Linked DNA regions of Sus scrofa: all the other regions are linked to region 1. The links are chromatin contacts, called in public Hi-C and HiChIP or PLAC-seq maps. All regions are on one chromosome and are shown on one strand. Each heading gives the region's core, a stretch centred on a gene start, on an enhancer-like site or on the middle of the called end of the contact. The rest is flanking DNA. Distances are from core to core; before and after follow the strand shown. Region 1 has its middle 870 kb from the start of MCTP2. Region 2 has its middle 260 kb from the start of NR2F2. Region 3 has its middle 160 kb from the start of NR2F2.

The links. A called contact is a pair of places that touch in the nucleus more often than the background predicts. HiChIP or PLAC-seq counts read pairs in DNA pulled down with a chosen protein or histone mark.
Region 2: a contact with region 1 is called in an H3K27ac HiChIP or PLAC-seq map of skeletal muscle, with 4 times the contacts expected there. The contact joins two enhancer-like sites. A contact is called at or near these places in 1 of 47 Hi-C or Micro-C datasets (embryonic fibroblasts) and 1 of 2 datasets of contacts at active chromatin or transcription factors (skeletal muscle).
Region 3: a contact with region 1 is called in a Hi-C map of omental adipose tissue, with 1.6 times the contacts expected there. The contact joins two enhancer-like sites. A contact is called at or near these places in 2 of 47 Hi-C or Micro-C datasets (embryonic fibroblasts and omental adipose tissue) and 1 of 2 datasets of contacts at active chromatin or transcription factors (skeletal muscle).

What each region holds. Positions count from the first base shown.
Region 1 is chr7:84,094,699-84,098,552 of Sscrofa11.1, forward strand. No RefSeq gene overlaps it. Among named protein-coding and RNA genes, the nearest start is that of MCTP2, 870 kb to the right of the region's middle. Within about 2 kb of position 2,518, at least 28 of the 83 cell types and tissues checked have an H3K27ac peak or open chromatin away from gene starts, as enhancers often do. A contact at or near this core is called in omental adipose tissue and skeletal muscle, where this site is marked.
Region 2 is chr7:83,351,263-83,355,525 of Sscrofa11.1, forward strand. No RefSeq gene overlaps it. Among named protein-coding and RNA genes, the nearest start is that of NR2F2, 260 kb to the left of the region's middle. Within about 2 kb of position 2,324, at least 29 of the 83 cell types and tissues checked have an H3K27ac peak or open chromatin away from gene starts, as enhancers often do. A contact at or near this core is called in skeletal muscle, where this site is marked.
Region 3 is chr7:83,245,408-83,249,715 of Sscrofa11.1, forward strand. No RefSeq gene overlaps it. Among named protein-coding and RNA genes, the nearest start is that of NR2F2, 160 kb to the left of the region's middle. Within about 2 kb of position 2,289, at least 9 of the 83 cell types and tissues checked have an H3K27ac peak or open chromatin away from gene starts, as enhancers often do. A contact at or near this core is called in omental adipose tissue and skeletal muscle, where this site is marked.

The DNA of each region.
Region 1 (3,854 bases), core at 1,268-3,767:
GGTTGTAAAAATTAAGAAGCCCAGGAGGAACTGAAAGATCTGTGTTCTTGAGAGCAAAAAAAAAACTTCCATTTCACAGAGTTCTTACACCTAAATCATTGCTAGTGCTTTGCAACAGAAGAGCTCATCTTTTGGACTGTGGGTTTAGGCAAACCAGGTCAGGCTAGACCTGGTATCTCCCATTCTCTTACCAAGCCTGAGGATCTCACCCCCTTGGGTGTTGGCCACAAGTTTGAAATAAGATGAGGACCATTTTCCAGCCTCTTCCTTCATTTCTAGACAAGATGTAGTTCTACTAAATTGGATATTCTTAAAAGAATTGGGCATTGCCACTGCTACATCTCACAGAAATTTATAATAGAAATTAGGATATGTGTGGTGGGGAAGATCATCCCATTTCATCTGTTTGAAATTCCCTTGAATATTTGGAAATTCACATTGATTAGATGTGATGTCCTGGAGTATACCCAAAATATGGATGAATTTATCTGGCCTTTAGAATAAAACAAGGAGTTAGTTTAGGGGTGGAGAGTAAATAACCAAGCATTTACATTTGATTAAATCTATAGGACACTTTGAAGTTGGTCTGGAATAACAAGGATGTGCTTCTCTTCAGTTCATTCCTTGGAATGTAGCTGTTTCCTTTGAAAACTGAATGGGAGACCCTGGAGAGGAAACAGTATGAGGAAGACCATCTGGAAGGGCAGGAAAGAAGATCTTGGGGAAAACTATCAAAAGTTCTCCGGAGAGGAGCTTCCCTGCTGCAAGTCAAGCTCCCCCTTCCAAAGTGTTCAAATTCAGCATCGCCCTGCCCCTCTTCTCCACACCCCCTCCCCACCCGCAGCCCACCCCCAGTGCCTCAGAGGATCCTCGTTGCAGGAAAGATGAGGAGGTCCTGGTCAGGCCTGAGGGAAATTTGGACATCAGCTTGAGACCAGCTTTCCCTCTCACCTACCATGTGAAACCTCTACTCTTGTCAGAAAAGAAAGCCCATGTCCTGCATAACTGATTCTCTTAAGAAGAGAGTACATCTAATTTGGTGATGTAGCGAGTGGATAACCAGGTGACTTTTACCTTCCAGTGACTTTGGGCCCAAATTCAGAATATCACTTTACACTTTTGCCAAAGAATATGATAAAGGAAGGGCCAGAAAGAAAATGAGCATTATAGAGTACGGCTCCTCAAATCCTGATCTTCAAAGATATGGAAAAATATATGTCACAGTACTACAGCACAAATACCTGTCACTCACTCCATCCAGCTGTGACAGTGTTCCCATGATAGGATTAACAGATGTGCTTCTTGGAATTCAGCTTGTTTCTCCCTCATCTTTAGGTATTTAAAGGGGATATTTTCTATTTTGTTTTCAAGAATGAATTTCTCCCTCCTTCAATTATCCTAGATATAACAATGTTAAAGATAGGTCTTGGAATTTCATCAAAAATCCTAAATGATTATTTCAGCTTTTTCAACTTTTTCCTCTTCAAAAATCATTCAACAAAGCAACTAATTAGTAAATACATAGGCAGACTTGAGATTCACTATTCCTTCCCCATGTTTTCTTCAGAAGTAATAAAACACATTTTTAAAAATAGCAGAAAAATAAAAGAATAGAAAAGTTGGATGGAAAAAAGTTAATCAAATCACTGAATAATATTCATAGATTGAAAACTCAATTCTGAAGGGAAAGATGAATAACAATGGGATCTTTTGAGTGTCAGGTGTTCATTTAATCTCCACAATAGAGTTAATACTTATGAGGTACAAATGAGGATAGGAAGAGCTGGCAAGTGCCCGACCTGAGGTTGGAAGCTAAGATTTTTTTCTTTTTTTTAACTTGAAAGACTGAACTCTCAAGACTGCTGCTTCAAGAGTTGGTTGCATGTATCATAAGATCATGTAATGACCTTGACATCTACACATTCTGTTTAGAAGAATGCGTAGATCTGTGTATCTTATCTATGTCCTAACAGAAGGAGGCCCATCCAGAGACCAGGCTGTCTGTGAGCAGAGTGTCAGCCTTCAACATGTTCTCCAATCACCTGGGGTTGTGTTAAGAGGCAGATTCTGATTCAGCAGGTCTAAGATAGGGTCTGAGGTTCTGCATTTCTAGCAAGTTCCCTGGTGATGGTGAAGCTGTAGACCCAGAGCCTACCCCTTAAACTACCAGGGAAAAATATTAAATGGACAAGGAATTTAAGGAGCCATAAAAAGATTTAGGATGCTGAAGGACCAGGAAAGAGGTTTAGGATAAGGAACTGACCTTATTAAAATTAAAACTAGGCTTTCCTAGGGGAATTCCTTCTGTGGATTTCAAAACCATTTGAAAAGCACGTTAGGAGCTGGTATACACTTCTGGTTGTCTTTCTACATTAACAAACTTGGGGTTCTCTACCCACACACAGGTCCATTGAAGTCCACAGCTGTTTTGTTTGGACAGGCTGGTACAAAGCCTGAACTTGCACACAAAGAGTTTATCATCAACACGGACCTTTCTCTGACAGCTGTCTTCCTGCCCAGCCCCAGGGCCCTGGCCAAAGGAAAGGGAAAGGGCTGAGGAAAGAAGCTGTGCTGTCAGCAAGCTGTGGTAGTTGCCTGGCTTCAAGAGCTGCGAGAATCACACACACACACACACACACACACACACACACACACACACACACCAGACTGAAGATCGGAGAATAAGGATTGAATAAATAGTTTGACAAATCTATTGGTTTTGTCCATATAAGCTGCTGGAGAAGCAGGGACTGTATTTCCTATAATAAAACAAGGAATTTCTACAAAGCACAAGGTCTGATTTCTCAGTCCTACTTTAAAATCTGCTGTGGGTATACGTGTCCACAAAGGAACAATATGTATCCCACCAGCATAGGGTTAGGCACATGAAATGAGTATTAGGCAGAGGAGCGCCACATCTAGTAGAACCGATAAAAATCAGGGTCCTTGTCCGCTGTGTAAACTGAGAGGAAGAGGCGCCTTCCCCGACTTCCTTTGGGGAAGGTTTGTTTTGTGCTGGTGAACTGCTCCCCCTGGTGGATCAACAACTGATTAAGTTTGTGATTCCAGATTGCAGGGAACAAACATGCTTTGGCGAAAACTGGGCGGTTTCAGGTATAGAGACATTCGCTCCAGGAAAAAACTAACTTTCGAGCACCTAAAATAAACTGAATGCCTAGCTTGGTCTTGGACTGACGCTGAGCTTATTTCTCTTGCAAAGTACAGCGTTTGTCTCCCCCAACACCGTCGTCCTTACCATGCGTGTTCTCATTACGGTTGTTTTGAAATCATGAGTTTGTGCTGACTCAAGCGACGTGGATAACTCTAAGTTCTGTATTTCATTTTCTTCTCCTTTAAAAATAACTCTGGACTGGACAAACAACCTCAGAGCAGGGAGAACATTTTGCTGTGAAATCATTCATTTCCCATACTTCCTGTCTACTTCACTGCTCTCTAAGAGGTGGTCTTGACGACTGTGGTTAATTTATGCCTACATCCCTTGTTCTTAGTACCTGCCCTCAAGATAAAGGTGAGTTTTACAGTTTTCCAAAGATCATCTTTCTACCAATATTACATATTTTGATGGCAAGAAAGTTCATGTTGTTATTTGCCTTAAAGAGGCCTGCCAGAGAGAGAGGGGAAAAATTGCAGGTCAGGAAGAGATGAAAATCTATGGTAACTCTCTCACTCTTTCGAACATTCTGCGAGTCACACTGCAGCCTCAGTCCAAACAGTTTATAAGCTAAATAAAGAGGTATTTTAAATATTTATTTAACAAGACATATTTTAAATAACCTACATATGTAAATAGAGCGTTCTTAGCCTGTACATTATTGCAAGGTCGATTCTCATGT
Region 2 (4,263 bases), core at 1,074-3,573, 740 kb before region 1:
ACTAGGTTCTTGACAAAACCTACTATAAACTTTTCAACAATCAATTATGTTACGCATCAAAAAATGTGGGAGAAGTGATGGGGGAGGATTCAATAAGTACCATTGAGCATAATGTAGAGAAGATTCTACCTTCTATGATATGTAATTTAATGAAATATGCTAAGCAAGTACAATCCCCTTAATTAGTACTCAGCTAAATTACTCATGTTTACTGTAAATGTTCTTACTACACAAAATGTACTTCTGTTGAATTAGATAAAATTTTATTTCCTAAGTATTCATGGTTATATATGTAAAATGAACAAAAATACATCAAGATCCCCAAGCCCTACCCCGGATGTAGTAGATGTATAATAAGTATTAGTTCTGTTAATACTCCCATTTACATATAACAGTTTAAAAATAATTTTAAGCCACTTAAATTTATTTTTTACTCTTTGAAATATTGATTCTAGAAGATAGTTAAAGTTGTTGAGATGGTTACAATTGATTGGTTTATTCATTTTCTAGAGCTCTGTAAGAAGATACCAAAGACTGGGTGGCTTAGACAGCCAAAATTTGTTGCCTCACAACTCTGGAGACCAAAGTCTAAAATCAAGGTGTTGGAAGTTTTGGTTCTGTTCCAGGCCTGTCACCTTGGCCACAGGAATACATTTCTGTGTCTCTTCACATCTTCCCTCTATATGCATCTCTGTGTCCAAGTTTCCCTTTTGTATAAGGACAGCAGTCATTCTGGGTTAGGACCCATTCTGATGATCTCATCTTAACTTAATTACCTCTATAAATACAGACCGTGTCCCAAGCAAGATCCCTTTCTGAGGTACTCGGCATTAGGACTTTAACACAGGCCTTTAGGGGGACACGACTGATCATTAAGGAAATGGCATAAAAAGATTATTAAGCTAACTTTAAATTCTGTAGGAAAAAAAAAACAATTTTATCATACCTTGCTATAAAGACAAAACTGAGGAGTCAGTATAGTTTGAAAATATAAGTGATGAACCTCATGTTATTGGAGGCCACTGTATTGCAGGATAGTACTTATCTTTAAAAATACTGTAAAGAATTTTCCTGAAGAGACCACATAGACAAAAACATTTACATCTTTCTTCCAAATATCTCAAAACACTTTACCTGCCTTGTATTTATGTTTTTGTCTCAAAATTTCTGGAGTTGGATATGGGACATCCTATGGGTGACAAAATCGAAATGAATGGACGTAAGATCATTTGTTTCACATAATCTTCATTTTTTTTAAAAGCAGAAATGAATTTTTTCTCTGTGTTTGCTTTATTGGAGGTATGTGTGCTTGACTGGTTAGAGCATGAAAGAGATTATGAGATCCCAGGTCTGTTGATCTTTAAATGGATTGTATTCATGAAATAAGCAGGGTAGAGGTGTGTCTTAGAGAAGCCCAAGGATGGACCAGGCTGGGACCTGAGCCAGGTAAGGGCTTTGGCTCCCCCTCAGGGCGAAACACATTCCATGGCTGCTGTTTGCATCAGGACAGAAAGAGGAAATTTTGAAAATATATACATTTAAATAAAGATACATGTGTATCTCTTTAAATTCCCTCTACTTAACCTGATGTGTATATGTTATAAAATATATTATATAGCTATATTATAAAATATGTATAATATTGTATAATATTACACTGTCTGAAAAGAATGATGGGTTGGGAGCTGGGTTTCAGCCTCCATTCTGCGGTAGAACTTCTGAGTGACTTTAGGCAAACCCCTTAGCCTCCCCAGCACCTGCTTTCTCAGCTGCAAGATCAGAATGTTAGCTTGGATGCCCGCAAGGTCCTCTGCAACGTTACAATCTTATGGAGACTGTTCCAAGAATTAAAAGTGATTTTTTTTTAATGTGATTAACTCCTAATGCTGAATCAGCCCTTAAAGAACAGTAAATCGGCAACCTTGTCCCTGACTTGTTCGTTTAGGAAGACTTGTATGGGGAGGGGTGGAGGGATAGGGAACATCACTGTTTTTTAAAAAAGAAAGAAAAATGCAGAGTTCTTCAAGACACCTAGCGCTGACCTTCTCACCTGGCCCATCAGCTGCCTTTCCACCTCCCCGCCTCTCCCCTCCTCAGCTTCCACTCCTGGAATAACCATCAGCTCAGCAGAGGGCTGGCCAGGACAGCCGCGGTTTTTAGGTTACGGATTCCAAAAGCAGGAGAGTAAAAACGTCTGCACCCGGAGTTTGCCTCTTCTGAACAGTTTCCCCGATCGTTAAATGAAGGGAAGTTAGGAGGAGCGGGCTCGAGGACTGGACTGTTTAAACAGAGGCCCCTTTATCTGCTTCACCCCCTACCGCAGGGCAGCCTCCGTGAGTTATCAGAGTGTCATTAAACGGGGACAGCTGCTGGTAAACAAGGAGGATGTCGACGACACCAGCGCCTCCGTCAACAGGAATTTCACTTTAATCTGTCCCTTGCTTAAAGAAACACCCCTCTCTTTCTCTTTCTAGCGTGCATCATTTATTTATCTCCGTCAACGCGCAGATAGAAGGCTGGTACTGGCTCCGGAAAGCCCCCTGGGATAGAAAATTAATAAGGTGCTAGGGACATTCACCTTAGGTCAATTCGAGGGGACGCGGAGAGAAATGAGAACTTGCCCAGGAGTTCCCTGCTTAGCTGGAAACCGATCCTACATATTTATAAAGGTGAAACTGGAGGGCTGCCAAACGCCTGCATTTAAGTGATTAACAAATGTTTCTCTTTAAGTGGACACCTCTTGTTCTAAATATATTTGACAAGAATGCAAAGAGTCATCTGGAGGGCGGAAAGGGCACAGCTCTGGCCTTCTCTTGCGAGGCCAGCAGGATCGCAGGCCTGGCCCCGGCCGGCGCGCTCCCCGCCCGGTGCCAGCCGAGTTCACGTCGCCGGCGGGCAGGCTGCCAGCGCCAGCGGCTCCCCGCTGTTTAACGACAATGGATTTACTGCTTCTCTGCATATTGGTGTTATTTTGTATAAACAAGGTTAACACTCCTTTTAAATTAAATGCACCACCTGGTGACTGAATGGGTGACCTTGCCAGCTCTTTTCACCTGGCTGGGAGAAGCCCAGGCTCTCTCTCTGATATCAACCCGGAGCTCTCCTAGGAATCTCAATCCTTCCTTATTTAAATTGGGTTTCTGGAGGCAGCCTGCCGATCCCTTGCGCTAGGAGGCCAGCAACGAACCCAGGTACTAGGTGAGCGGGGCAGGTGCGCCCCATCCCGCCATCTTGCACCTTGCCCGCAGGTCGGATCCAGGCCGGGTTCGGCCCTGCAAGGCTGCCGCAGCACAACTCCGGGGACCGCCCTGGTGGGTCCGGCAGTTGGTATTACAGGAGAGTGACAGGCAGCCTTGCGGGCCCTGCCAAGACTGCCTCCGAAAGAGGGATCTCCAGAGGGGGCAACACCGTGAAAAAGGTTCTTTGTGTTTCACTCTAGCGTGGTATTGATCTAATATAGTGCTCGGCACTCTCCCCACCCTCTAGGAATTTGAACACCTGGAAAAATTTTCCCGGCTTTACATTTGAGGAAATTTAATGGTGTAAACAAACTCAGCAGGAAGCCCCCTTTGATATGAAAAGGCAGAGATCTGTGTTGCGGAGCTGAACTGGCTTGAAACGACTTTGCCTGGGAATGGCCATTCTGCAAACAGTTTAAAGATGGCTTGGAGTGGTTTAGGGAAATTTAGACAGCACTGTTTTGGAAGCATCTAGAAATTTCCAACAAAATAAACTTTAGCTACTCCTTTAATTAAAGGCATCTTCTCACCTCCTCCTTGCTATTTGCCACCTGAATTCCAGCAGAATTATTTACTGTTTCATTTTACCTTGAATTCTAGACCTGTTTGTCAGCCATATTGCTGTGCAAATAAGAAGATCCAACCTGGAGAGGTGCTGTGACTCTGTCAGAGTCCCTTGATCCAGAATCCAAGGCTGCAGGCCTGGAAGTCCCATGTGGTCATTGTTGCTATTGTTGTCATGTTGTGAAGGAATTCTGCCCCATCTACCCAGAGTATATTGCATGAGCTATCGATGCTGGAAATTTGTTTATATTCTTAGTAGCACAGAAATAACTGGTCATATAGCTTTTTTCTCTTACTTTTTCCCTGCTGTCTCCCATGGTGGATGGAAATTCCCAGGCCAGGTGTTCAAGGATAGAGTCCAGTGGGAGCTGTGATCTGTGCCACAGCGGCAGCAATGCTGGATCCTTAACCCAGTGCCTGGGCTGGGGATTGAACTGGCACCTCCAGAGAGACAAGCTGG
Region 3 (4,308 bases), core at 1,039-3,538, 850 kb before region 1:
AAGTTTCCAGGCTAGGGGGTCTAATGATAGCTACCTACAGCTGCCAGCCACAGCCACAGCAATGCAGGATCTGAGCCATGTCTGTGACCTACTCATGTCAACTCTGGATCCCTGACCCACTGAGTGAGGCCAGGGATTGAACCTACAACCTCATGGATACTAGTTAGATTCATTTCTGCTGTGCCACAACAGGAACTCCCTTTGCCCTATGTCGATATTATGGCAGTCATAATTTGGGATTAGAGAGTTTAGCAGTCCCTCAGAAAATCTTTTTCCAACCTGCCTGACTTCTCAGGGTTTGAATTTCCACTGTGAGTGATTTGCTGGGCTCCTGGCCTTAAGGCCACAAGGACAAAGGGAATCCAGCCTTCAGGATCTGTCTCAGGATAGTGTCTGCAAGTCACCATAGGTGTGATGAGGTGTGCTGAGTCACAACACTGGAGGCAGGCAAGCAGAGAGCACAGCGGGTATGGAAGGTTCAAACAGGCAAAGGAAACAGGGTCAGGAAGAACTTGGAGCCAAGATGTCAGGTGACGTGGTGGGGCAGGTGTGAATATCACAGTCAAGCAAGTCCCATGCTTTGGGCTTGAGGTGGTTCTGCCTTCCTCCTCTGGTTGAACTTGTATTTACAGGACCATTCTTGGGTTTATAAATATTAGGTCTGAAACCACATGTAAGGGCAGGACATGGATATGTCTCTTATTGGGAGATTCTGGAATTATTCTTACCAGAGTTGATGGGAGAATGAACTATATGATAGCTAAGATCTGCCCTCCTCCTCAAGCTCTCTTCCTTCTAAGACAGGAGAATCTTCTAAGAAACCCCCATAGAAGACAGCCTCCAGGGTGCATATCCAGAATGCAAATTCAGATTTGAGCTTTGTTCCAAGAAAATATTTGTCCTGGAAAATTTCAAGGCTTGTTATCAAAGACCCTAACTTTCCCTGTCTTATGCGGTTACTGTGAAGTTCAAGTGTGAGTATCTATCCATCTATCTACGAAAGTACTTGTAATTGGTGAAGATCCACACTGTATTAAGTTATTATAATCGCATTTCTTTCCACTGAAAATGCTAATTTTTATCTCACCTGATAATTGTTTCCAAATAAGATTATCTCACATGGTAGTACATTTTCACTGAGAAATAATTGACAAAAAGCGTTGTATTAATTTTAGGTGTATGACATAATGATTAGATATTTGTATATATTGCAGAATGATCACCACAATAAGTCTGGTTAACATCCACCACCACACATTGTTACGATTTTTTTCTTGTGATCCTTTTTTTTTTTTTTGGTTTCCTTCTTGCTTTTTTTTACCCCTTTATGTTTTTGTTTCTTTTCTATTTCTGTTGGAAAAATTATTCCTTTGGAAATCTTATATCAGGAAAAACATTTTTAGAGAAGGGAGAGTTCCTCAGATTTTAAAAGAGGACTTTTTTTTTTTTTTTAAACTCAAAGCTCTTAATCTAATAAACCTCTTTATCTAATCAATTAAGCCTTTCATACAAATACTCAACTGATGCTTGGGTAGAATACGTATTCATTTCCAGTCACATGAGGTCTTATCAGTTATAATACAGAAAAAAGAATTAGTCACTCTCCAGTTGTAAGAGGATACCTCTGGGCTTATTCATTTTTCTGGAAATATTTTGGGGGGGGGTGGATCTGAAAGCTTATGAAGTAAACAGGTTGTTTTGTTCAGGAACCCTTCTCTGAAATAGTTAGCGGGGTTCATCTGATGACATTAACTTTGGGTGGTAATTTCCATGATGTCAAGGGCACGATGGAGATGGAAGAGGGATTAAAGCCAAGTTGAACAATCAAAGCATTACAGTAAATTGACTTGACTTGGCAGACTGAACCTCAAGTTGGCACCTTTTCACCACCTAATCCTATACAACTCAGGTCTGCCGACGTGGTTAGGCTACTTTCAAGTGGCCACAAGAGGTGAAGCAAGCGAAGTGGGAACTTTAAGATGCCGTGTAGGTGTGGGAGACCTCCAGGACCAACTTGCCATCCAGAGCACCCAAAGAATAAAACATTATGGACCCAGTTCTTTGTTCTTTTTTTTTTCTTTCCCCCCAGAACCTTTCAAAAATAAACTTAGTTTCTACTTATCCTCCTTCCACCCACTCTCAAAATTTCCCAGATATGCCTTTCTCCTAAAACCTTTTTAGTTCCTCCTGTGATTATTAACTCTTCTGTGAAAGAAGTCAGGTTTGCCCAGGAACTTCACTGAATAAAGATGAGTGTATATTTTAAAAAGGAAACAGCTGGATGGCAAAAGCCAGGGAGGGAGGCAGCTCTTGTTTCATTAGCAAAGGGAAGTTCAAGTGCTGGAAGAGAACTGGCCGGCAGCCACGGCGGGGAGAAAAAGGAAACACACGATCATAAAGAACTAATCATGAAAAATGGAAAGTGAGGACGGGCCAAGAACAACAAGAAATAAATAGATTTGGAAGGGGGAAAAAGACGAAGACGAGTGCAAAGCCATCTCAGGAAAGGGGCAATGAGAGCATGTGCGTTTCATTTGAAAAAAAAAAAAATTAATTCTGAAAATCATTAATGTGTCCTATGGAAAAAGATAACTTTTCAGGCCCAGGCTTCATTTCTTTTGTGCCATTTCAGAGTCTATTTCAGTGTATGGGAAAACAAAATAGAATTAGAGGGAGAAATTTATAATGGACTGGAGTGGTCTTTTTTTTTCTTCTTCTTCTGTTTTTTGTTTTGTTTTGTTTGATTTTTAATTTCTGCCTTATGGTAGGGAAAGGAAGCAATTAGTTTGGCTATGTAAGGTCAAAGACTACATCCAAACTGATAAAACAAGTGTTTCTAAGTGTAACTCACACAAATCCTAGCCTTAATTAGAGTTATCATACATATCTCTATCTGTGCAGTAATCACCTTATGCCTACTGCATATAATGGGAGAGTGATGGCTTAGGATTTACAGGTCTATCTCTAAATATTTTCAGATGAAATTAGCATTAATTTAAGGAAGACCCAAGAGGAAAACCAGACTCTAGTCTGTCCTTCATCTTGAAATCCGTTCAACATGATAAAATATACCAACATGGTCAATAGTCCAGACAATCCAAGAGAGAAGATATTTTTAAAAAACATTTTGAAGTTTTATATCAGTTACAGGCAACACTTTACCAATGAAGGGGTTGTTCTTTTATTGGGGGGGTGCTTATTAGCTCTTTTCTTTTTAAATTAGTTTTTAATAGCAGCATTTGTTTTAGGATGAAAAAAAAGGCATGGTGGTGAGTTTTGGAATGTACATTAATCTTGTTAATGACACCACACTGCATGGTTGGCAAAACAAGACTTTTGAATCAACCTGTTTTGTGTGTGTGTGTGTGGGTGGGTGTGTGGTAGCAATACTTGAGAAATAAGGCCAGGGAACAAGAGATACATGAAAAGTGCATGAAGACAGGATACAGGATTTCCTATGATTTTATGTAGCTCTTAATTAGGAAGCATATTGGCAGCAAATGCTAACATGTGTTAGGATGTTTAGTTGGAGCCAAATAAATGTTTTCTATTACGACTCTGAATCCCATGCCTCGTAGGAACCCGTGCAGTTCTGCTCACGGCTGACAAAATCCCGTTACAAGTCACCTCAGAGGCCAATTTTCTGTTGGCTCAGAGGGCAAAACCACTTTTCACCGCATGTTTTCCTGAAGGGTCATCTTCAACTCAGGATGGAAGTCAAAGATTGGAGGGCGGTGACCTCTCTTCTTGGAACTGCTCTGTTTGGTGGTAACAAGTGGTCCTTAATAACTGCACTCGGTTTGACCTGTGTGTCAGACCTGGGTGTCAAAGAGCCCAAGCAGCATCCTCTCAGTGGTGTTTATTTTTGTCTTGGTGGAGGAGGAGGGAATGGAGGAAGACGGAATGTCTGCTGAAAAAAGATGGTGATTTAAGGTTGCTGCATCAGAGAAACATTTGCTTGTGTACTCAAGGAACCAAGTATAAGTAACGTTCATTAAATCCATTGTTTGCAGCAGTAAAAACTTGGAAGCAATCTAAATGTCCATCACAAGGGAATGGATAAATATACTGTGATTTGGAATACTCCAGAGCAGTTAAAAGGACTGAGTCAAGACTCTTGGTAACAATGAGGCCAGCTCACAGCAACATGTTAAGGAATTATATAGGGGATATAATCTTAACATGTACATACATGTTAAGCTCTGTTGTACTTGCCTTTAGGTCAGAAATTTCCCTCATTTTTAAAATGTCTACTGTATATAAAATAGGTAACCAGCAACAACCTACTGTGTAGCACAGGGAACTATA